Linked DNA regions of Anas platyrhynchos: region 2 is linked to region 1. The links are chromatin contacts, called in public Hi-C maps. All regions are on one chromosome and are shown on one strand. The core of a region is the stretch at or near the end of the contact, and the rest is flanking DNA. Distances in the headings are between cores, read along the strand shown.

Region 1 (4,873 bases), core at 875-3,374:
TTCAATATAAGGACATTTTTAAAAACAAATGGACTTTAAGTTTTATTAAATGCTTATAATCTTTATTGCCTTTATAATAGACCTTAATTGAACAGAATGCTTAAACACATGTAACTGGTTGATTTCACGTATATGAAAATAACATCAGAGACTACTGTTGTGTTTAAATGTTTTTCTGAATCAGTGGGGGACCTAAACACCCTTTTACATTAATGTATATGAAATGTACATATTAAAGTCAAATAATGAAACTCACTAAAAATGTTGTATTAAAATCTTTATTTAAAAGCTTCCTTTTGGAATAAGAGCACCATCTACTGGTACATACACATAATCCTCATCTCCAAATTACTGAAAGTCTTGCCAAGATTTTTTTTTTTTTTAATAAAAAGACAAGCAAGACTAAAGCTTTTACAGATAATGTAAAACTCATGCATATATACTGAGTATTCATGAAATGGCTGTTCTATTGGTGGATTTTCCATTTCCCAAGCTTCTTTAGAGGTAAAAATGAAGCTAACATCAGGAGATTCAGGTGTAATTATAATTAACTTTATCTTTTTAAATTGTGCAAGCCAGTATCTGTCAGATCTAATGATAACTGATGTAACCAATAAGCACATTGTTTCAGAGAGACTGAAAAGCTGTTGGTTTTTATATGCTTTTCTTGTTAATTCTAGACCTTGAAAGTCAAAGATGTGCTAATGCCCGAAATTATTGCTGCCATGGATGAAGACTCTAAAATTAGTCGACTGATGGGTTGCTGTATTGTTGGTGTTTTTTTAAAAGTCTGTGGGAGGCAGTTTGATGAAGACCAGCTTACCAAGATTTACCCAGGTAAGTGTGAGAGTTTTGGGGTTTTATGATGGAGGCACATCTCCATATTGAAAAATTACACTTACTTTTTCTCCTGAAGTGTCATAGAAGCTTTGTTTGTAATGATAAAAAGTCCTCGTTCTGGAGCAGTAAGCAGATTCTCTCTGGAGCTTTAGGATTCACTCCAAAGGTTGTCCACCTCACCTGCAGTTTAATTGCAGCTGGTAGCAATGAAAGTACTAACACAGACTAAGAAATGACAAATCTGCTATGTCTAATGGCTTTAGTACTACCTGAAGAGCAAAAAAGCCTTTACAAACAGGTGTAGATTTCATGTTGACTTGGTTTCTCACACATGTTTATTTTACTCCCATAAACATATTCTAGTGCTATGGTTCTGTTCTTTTATCTGGTGTTTTAACTATTTGGGTACGTATCCCCTAGAGTAATTTTATATAGTAATTTATATAAAATTAAGGAAAAGTGGGGGAAAAAAAAGTGGAAAAAGTAGATTGGGCAAAATCATACGGTCAGCAACAGTTTTGTATATGAGAGGCAATTTAACATCTTAATCCTGCGGAGATGAAGACATGCCTGGACAGATATTCTCTCCACTTGAATACGTCTTTTACCAGAGCATAACAATCAATTAACAATCAATTAACAATCGACCTCATCGCAGTCTACAACTTCCTAGTAAGGGGGTGTCGAGAGGCAGGAGACCTTTTCTCCATTAACACCAGCGACAGGACCCGCGGGAACGGGGTTAAGCTGAGGCAGGGGAAATTTAGGCTTGACATCAGGAGGGGGTTCTTCACAGAGAGAGTGGTTGCACACTGGAACAGGCTCCCCAGGGAAGTGGTCACTGCACCGAGCCTGATTGAATTTAAGAAGAGATTGGACTGTGCGCTTAGTCACATGGTCTGAACTTTTGGGTAGACCTGTGCGGTGTCAAGAGTTGGACTTGATGATCCTTAAGGGTCCCTTCCAACTCAGGATATTCTATGATTCTATGATTCTATGATTTGTTACTGCCAAGTGAGACTGCATAAAGTATATAAAGTACAGGTATGCATTTTAAAGAATCAAGATGTTAACACACGTGAGTAGGTATTAAGTATGACTCCAACAGCACTTGCTTCTTGCAGGCCCTTTCTGTACTAGCTTTTCAACTGCAACATTTCATTTTATTAAGATATTCTGTTGCTGATATGCTAATATCATTTTTATATGCCCTTGCTACCAGCTGAGCAGAACTGAGCTGAAGTATTCCCGATGTTATTATACATTAGACCACTAGATGGAACTTTAGTCAGTGTTATTGTCTCCAAGGCTTACCAGTATTTCATCTGCCTTGCTTCCTAGTTTAGACTATGTGAAATAATGTTTTAACTATAGTGAAAGTAGAACAGTAATGTGTTATATAAATGGTAGTCACATCGTTCTCCATGTTGTGTGGGGTAGGTTTTAAAAAAAAAAAGAGGAAGAAACTACTAATCTGCAGTGCTGTATTGCCAAATAGAGATACTTTCTCTAAAACTTATTAGTATCATATTGGTATGAAGGTAGAGTGTGTTAGCCAACTAATCTAAATAATTTAATAAATGTATTTTAATATTTTGACAACATAATTAACTTTTAGAAAACAATCCAATAACAATCCTATGCATGCTTTTAGGAAGAATATACATGTATTCCACAAGTTCAAAAGACAGAAAGATGTCATGTATATAAATGCAACAACAATTTCAGTGATTACAAAATAAATTTGTGTTTTGAAATAAAAATAAAAAGGTAACTTCTCTGTTAATAGTGATGATTGGTTGTATATTTGTTCCTTTGCAGAAGTCCTAAAGCGTTTGGATGATGCTTCACGTGATGTACGACTGGCAGCTGCTCGCACCTTAACTAATTGGTTTAATTGTGTAAAAGACAGTGATATGAAATCTGTAATGAAAAGTAATATTGAGATTTTGTATCAAGAACTGTTGATACATCTGGATGACCAAGATCAAGATACTCAAAATGCAGTCCTAAGTAAGACTTTCAGTCATATATATTTTTTTTGACAATGCTTTACAAAGAATGCTACTTCCATGTAACACTTGAAAACTCTTACTGCTAGGGACTAGTTGCAGTGAGTATGAGCTCAGACCTTTCACCTGTATGCAGAATGTTTTATCTAGTATTCACTAGAGTCGGAATATGAGCATATCTGATGTATCAGAACCCTGTATAAACAGTAGACAGGATATGGACCATAGACACTAACCACTGCAGGATGTGACCATACCCTATCTCTTAATAAATTCTGTGGAATTTATTGGTGTATCCGTTTATGCATTCAAGCATATAGATATCAAAATGCAGACTTCAGTAAATGAGAGGGGAATTAGTTTTTCATGATTGCGCAACTAACAGAAAACTTCCAGGTTAGGTTTCAGCTACTTTGAGGGAACCTGGACAGAGAAAGACAGAGCAGCTAATGTTTTATAAACCATATTTTGTTTTACAGATGCTTTAAAAGAAGGCAGCATTTTATATCCAGAACTGCTTGTGAGAGAAATTGAAGTGATTATACATAAGCATCGAACACCAGTCTATTGTAATCAACTACTACATCACATTCAGTCAGCCAAAGAACCACTGTTATGAATCAATGCTGATTTTTTAGTGAACTGCATGTGAAATCTGTTTGATCTGGATTGGTTTCATATTTTCATTTTCTTAAGGTAGGCTGAGCAATAAATAGATTTTTTTTTTCCTTCATAAGTTCAGTATTAGTTCATTTAAAACTCAGGTTAGCACAATTCTATGTTCTTTGCCATGTGAAGGTGGTTATTTTTTTTTTTTCTTTTCCTAGCAATAAGACAATGTTTAAATTCACGTTGCATTGAAACTTTTCCAGGTACAAGGTTTAAAAGAGGAATATTTTTGAGGAATCTGATACTATTTATATTTGAGAAAGATAATTTATTTTAAAAAATAATAGTGTAATGTTAAATTTATGTAATTCAGCGAGTACTTAGTCTTCTAAGGAGCATTTCAAACTGGATGATATTCAGACTTTGCAGAGTCAGGTCTGTGAGGAACAGTTTTATCAGAAGTGAAGACAGCCAAACTTCTGTTGCATAGCGCAGCAGAATTTTCATGGTGTTCTGAGTACTTATACTAGCATAACATAGGGGACATATTCTGAGTAGGTGTCACTAAAGGAATGTTTTGTATTGTCATTGTATTACATGTTATGACTGAGAATAAAACTAACATTTTTTAAATTAAGGATTGTAATGGAAGGAAATGTGCTGTTTTGTCACTTAGATTAACAATATTTATATTGTTTTTGTTAAATATACAGCATCTGCATCTTTTATGTTTATACTACAGTGCCTTGGAAGGCAAACAACATTTGTTTGCATACTACTTTGAAGTGAAATTCTCCAATATTAGGTTAAAGCATTTCTTTAAATACCTTTGTAGTGTACAAGTTGTGGAGTTTTCTCGCATTCTTAGCTATGTAATAAAGTGGGCTTCTTAGATTCCTGTCTGAGTCATTCTGGGGTACAGTGCTATTTATTGCACACACAAAAATCATGGAAAAGCAGGTTCCTGATTTTTTAAAATTATTAGTATTATAGGCAGAAAATATTTTTTGTTTCTACCTCCCAAGTACCTTGGCTTTGTATCAAGTCTAAGAACAGGCTCTTCAAGGTTTGGGAATACTCCTTATGATGTAGGAGTACTCCTCATGTTTGCTTATCCTTCTGAGATAACTACTTTTTCAGATTTAACGACTTAATTGTACCAAACCATGGTCTGTTTGCATCAATAGGTACTGGCAATCTCGAAGAAACATTTGAGAGAAAAGAGATACACAAAGCAAGACCTACTTCTATCTTAAAAGCAAAGTTATGAAAACTTGTGGCTACTCCTCCATAAAATACTGGGTTGTTTTGAAAACCCTATCAAAAGGGACAATAACACTAAAGATACTGAATAAATGAGTACTTTCTTAGCAATCTAAAAGCTCTTTGTCGTTTCTCTAGAACTGGATGCT
Region 2 (4,806 bases), core at 969-3,468, 120 kb after region 1:
AGTACACACACACACAAGCTGAGGACACACCAAAGAGCAGGCAGAGCCCTGCCCGCCTGACAACATGTGCTCTGGTACACATGGGTGGTGAGCTCGAGGGGTAAAGGACAGCCTGCTAAATACTCAGGTCAAAGTCAGCACAGTGTACCCCCTCCCTTCCCCATCCAGAGTAAGGAGCAAAAACCTGGGGAGGTAACTGCAGCAATGCCAGCAGCCAACCTTATCCCCACCCTGAGATTCCCAATTTGGTACCTGGTCACAGGGATGTGAAAGCTCAGTTACCAATGTTTTGATTTTTTTTTCTCGTGCTTGGTTCAGCATCCTGTTACCAGCCAGTTCCTTGGCACTGATCAGATCTGCAGCTTCTGTGCAATTCCTGAGTAGCAGTAGCAGGACTTTTTCTCCATTTAGGTCTGCCCACTTGAAAACTGCCTGCTTTCCTCCACGTAGTGAAATGCTATTGACCATCTAGCAAGCCATGTTACCACGGGCTTGTTGTCAGAGCAACCCAGAGGGAAAAGCCCCCTGTAGATTGCCAGCAAATTGCTCCTCTAAGCTCATGGGAGATTTGCTGTTTCCTGGGAATGAAACCCTGGCTCTTCACCAGCAGGTTTGTGGGAGCAGGATCTCACCCCACAAACCAGCAGCTCTACTACCACCTCCTCTCTCAGAGAAGAAATGAAAGAATTTGAGAGTACAGACTGGGCTAGAGGAGATAATCCATGCAGGAGGCTTAATTTTTGTGTGGTGTCCACAAAACTTGCCTCTCTCCTAAAGAAAGTCAGGATTTGGCATTAGATTCTGCTGAGCACTCACAAGATCTGAAGCAGGGTGCAGCCCACAGCATCACAACAAATCCTGAGCACAGTGCTCGTGTCCCAGATTCTGCGGGGCTACCAATCTGCTGCTTGTCCTGAGGAGAGATTCAGTGCCTCCTAAGCTTGCTGAAACCCGGAACACAGTTTGGAAACAGAGAAATGCAAATTGAGCAACCAAAACCAGGCCTGACTGCCTTTAGAGCACCTCTCCATGTGACTTGCTCCCCACATGCCCCAAGCATGAACCAGGTACATTAACAGGTTCTTGCTGGGCAGGGCTTGCTAGCACTGAGGACACCAGAAATCCTCCAGAAATTAGAGCTGTCAACTCCTAGAAAGTTACTAAAATAGACAAAGAGCTCACTCATCCAAAGGGACTGCAGAAGCAGCCCCCACTGCCTGCTTTTTAAAATCATCAAGATATAGTTAAAAGTTTGAGTCGTTCTGGGCATTCTCCTTTTCTTCACCACCCTGCTTTCTTTTTGCAAGCAGAAGCCTGAGCAGAAGAGCATCTACAGCACTGGTTCAAGGCACCGCTCACTACCAGCCAGCAGGACACGCGGCCAGACAGACCACCACGTCCCTCCCACGTTTATCCAGTGGGAACCTGCCTTACTCTGCGTGGAAGCTGGGAAAGGCTGCTTGTGCAGATAGCTACACATCCCACCAGAGCCGGGGAAGTGTGGAACGGCACAGGCTGGATTCAGCCCACCAGATTTTAGGCACCTGAGCTGTTTCACGCTCACAGAGGTACCTGGGAGCTTGCCTGGGCTGTATGGTGAATACTGGGCTTGTCTGGGGGGTCTTCCATCCAGCCAAGCCCAACAGGAATCAGCAGACGTGACAGACCGATACACCTGCTAATCTAAGTCCCAAAATCTCCTGGAATAAGGGGAATAATATATTGGTGAAACAGCCTGCACAGTCCTGGAGAGTGAACACAAACATGAGTCTCTAGGAAGAGCCATAAAAAAACTGTATTATCATTGGGACCAGGAAATAAAAACGGCATCAAGGTCTATCAAGTCCTCTGCACGCACACACACACACACACACACACTGAACTTCTGGGTGCCTTTCTATGAAGCTCCTATTTCTAGCGGTGATCACTTTTGCGTTTCAAGCCATATGGCACCATCATTCCAGAAGGAGAGCATTTTGTCTTGAAATCTGCTAGCTAGAAAATCTGCTGCATCCTGACAGAAGTGCAGCACTGCCAGCTATTCACAGGGGAAAAAAAGAAAAGTCATTAAAAGAAATGAAGAACTGGGTTAAAATTGATCAGACATCCAATTTTCACTGAAACTCCCAGGAAGGGGAAAATAACCCTTGCATGTACCTTCCCCAAACTGTTTTTGTTAATCGATGAACTTTCATTTCTGTGGGAAACCTGATACAACACAGCCACATTCCCAAATTTAGCAGGAGAATCTACTGCAGGGGATCTCCTGCAGGCAGAACAGTAACCAACTCCCTTTGGGGTCACTGGTTGTGCTAGAAATTACTGTATTCCTGCACGCTGGCAGAAGCATCATTCCATGCCCAGTAATCACTGAGAAGTCTAGAAACACACTGCTCTCCAGTGGAACTGGAACACCCGAGGCACTTTTCAGAGCACACAGCATGAAGCAATGCCACACTTTTCATACAGGAAAAAGAATCCTTCTTTAATGGTCTGCCTACAGAATTTCCTCATCCTTAACTGCCTCCGTGCAATGCCCCAGCAGCTTAATGCTGCCTTCCAGAGCTCTCTGGGCCTGCTTGGAGCAGAATCACATAACGGGGTGCAAATGTAGGTGCTCCAACCTACCTCCTTCCCTCCCGCAGTTAGCACTGGCTATGTGGAGCCTCCAAAAGCGGCAGTAAGTGAAAGGCTATTTTGATTGCTGCCACAAAGGGCGATTAGTCACCAGCAAAGGTCAGCAAATCTGTGGTCAGCAAAGGAAACCAAGCGGGCAATCACTCACTGCAAGCATAATGCCCAGCTGCAAGGAATTTGTGGTTTGGAGCAGGCAGCACAACCTGGGGAGAACGCTTTGGAAGGGGACTGGGGAGGACTGAGAGTGAAGGTCAGCGGGCTGCACCCACTGCCTGCCCACAGCTCCGTGCTGACAGGTGCAGCCCTCCCGCTATGCCTGGCATCCCGCTGCCAGGGGGCAGGTGCAGTAACAGCACGGTAACAACCCTGCCCTACCACAGCAGCACCGCCTCGTTGTGCTTATATGCAGGACTTTGGACCATGGCTCATTTCCAGCACAACCACAGGAGGCTCTCTTTGTGTAGGCTTTTTTTTTTTTTTAAAAAACGAACTCACAGAGACTTGGAAGTGTTTATTAAACCCTTTCTTCCTTGTTCTGCAATTCATTGCCATTGTTTGGAGATACACCTAAAGCTCAAGGTCTCCCAGGAAGACCTTGGGAGACCTAAGGAGGGCTGGCCTGCAGCAATGTTCTCTTTCTGTAAATAACTGCAGCAATCAAGGTTAAACTCTCTGTGGTTGAATTGATTCTAATCTGAACTAAGAAAGGGAGTATGTGCTCTAAGTGCCAACACGAAAAGCTCTGCTGACCTGGAGCCCTCTGGGGATTCCCTGGGACATGATCCCAAGCAGCAGAGCACCTACTTATTGTGTGAGGTGGTTTGGCTGAAAAAGAGCTACATGAAAGACTATTACAGCCCCTCACTTATTGATTTCTATTGTTGTGTTAGCAGCTTACAAAGATCTTCATCGCAAGATAGTCAACGCCTCCTCCTGCTCTGGGCTCTCCCTTCCACACCTGTACAACTACAGCCAGACCGGCAGTCTGTACATTAAGCTGAGAAGAATCTCGTTTTGCAGCCGTTTGCATTCCTCTAAGTCCCAGGGTCTGTCAGCAGGGGGTGCTTCACGGCAGCCTTTGGCAGGCAGCACTGGTGCAGGCAGGGACATTCACCCACTTCTCGGGAAGATTAACGCACTTGTGTGGGACTTACCTTGCTCCTGGCACCACACATAGCACAGCAGCTCATTAACTCCAAACAGCTACATAAAGAAATCATCCCCCCGACAACGCTGCCTACCCTGTACCACACATGCCTGAGCCTCAGCTCACCGTTTCCAGAATAAACTTACCCGGCCCGGTGTCAGCTTCTGGAGAGCTTCCTCTTTGGTACAGGAACAGGAAAGCTTACCTACAAACTTACGACTTTCCTTTGGCTTAAAACACTGCTGTCATTTGAAAGAACAAACCTGGATCCCACAAGCAAAGCTAAAATAAACAGGTTTTAGAGAAAGGTTTTAATTAACGACCTGCGTGTTGGCAGGAATAAATTGAAGAGCATTCCGGGAACTTCTTCCAGATGACTCCGGTGTTGCAGGCACATGTCCCCAGAGCAAGTCGGAACTGTCTGACCCCAGGCTGTGCATTGATTAATGACCTGTTTTTCCACTGCTTCTTAGTAGCATTAGATCTCAATCAAGACCAACTGATAGACCCCTCCTGCTTTGAACTCACCTCACAATTCCACTGAACACATTATCTTCTCCAGCCCATGCCCTACAGCTAGAAAATGTGTCTCTGTCAGCTCCCTGAGTTTTCAGCTATACACTCACAGCTGCCCTCGGTCTCATCCTGGTGCAAAACGGATGGCGCCATGAAGGTGATTCACTGTGCTGGCAGGTGGGATGAAATGAACTCATGGATCTACACAGGACAATGTTTTCTTCAGAGTGGTGAAAGGTGCAAAATTCCCACCCTGGTGATCCCCGTCAGGATGGCAATTACTACTCCTGCAGTAAGTTTAGTGAAGGATGGAGCATGCTCTGCCCATTTTGGCAGCTCAGCAGCAGTCAGCCCATGCTATGCAGGGTCCTGCTGGCTACATCACAAGGATGCTACAGGAAGACTCCAGGCCTACAAGCAGCACTGAGCACTGTTTGGTTTAGTATGGCACACAGTTTTTAGGAACTGCTTTTGTTCCCACTATGCCTCCTGCAACTGGTCCAAAA

What was found. A called contact is a pair of places that touch in the nucleus more often than the background predicts.
Region 2: a contact with region 1 is called in a Hi-C map of subcutaneous adipose tissue, with 2.5 times the contacts expected there. The contact joins the promoter of ADAP1 here to the enhancer-like site in region 1. A contact is called at or near these places in 2 of 8 Hi-C or Micro-C datasets (liver and subcutaneous adipose tissue).

What each region holds. Positions count from the first base shown.
Region 1 is chr15:14,063,592-14,068,464 of IASCAAS_PekinDuck_T2T, forward strand. It overlaps DNAAF5 (dynein axonemal assembly factor 5), which reads left to right. Exons shown (of 14, transcript XR_011803624.1): 11 at 681-837; 12 at 2,662-2,853; 13 at 3,332-3,548; 14 at 4,649-4,808. Among named protein-coding and RNA genes, the nearest start is that of SUN1, 6.8 kb to the right of the region's middle. Within about 2 kb of position 2,125, at least 1 of the 8 cell types and tissues checked has an H3K27ac peak or open chromatin away from gene starts, as enhancers often do. A contact at or near this core is called in subcutaneous adipose tissue, where this site is marked.
Region 2 is chr15:14,179,576-14,184,381 of IASCAAS_PekinDuck_T2T, forward strand. It overlaps ADAP1 (ArfGAP with dual PH domains 1), which reads right to left and starts at 2,219. Exons shown (of 11, transcript XM_072023792.1): 1 at 1-2,219.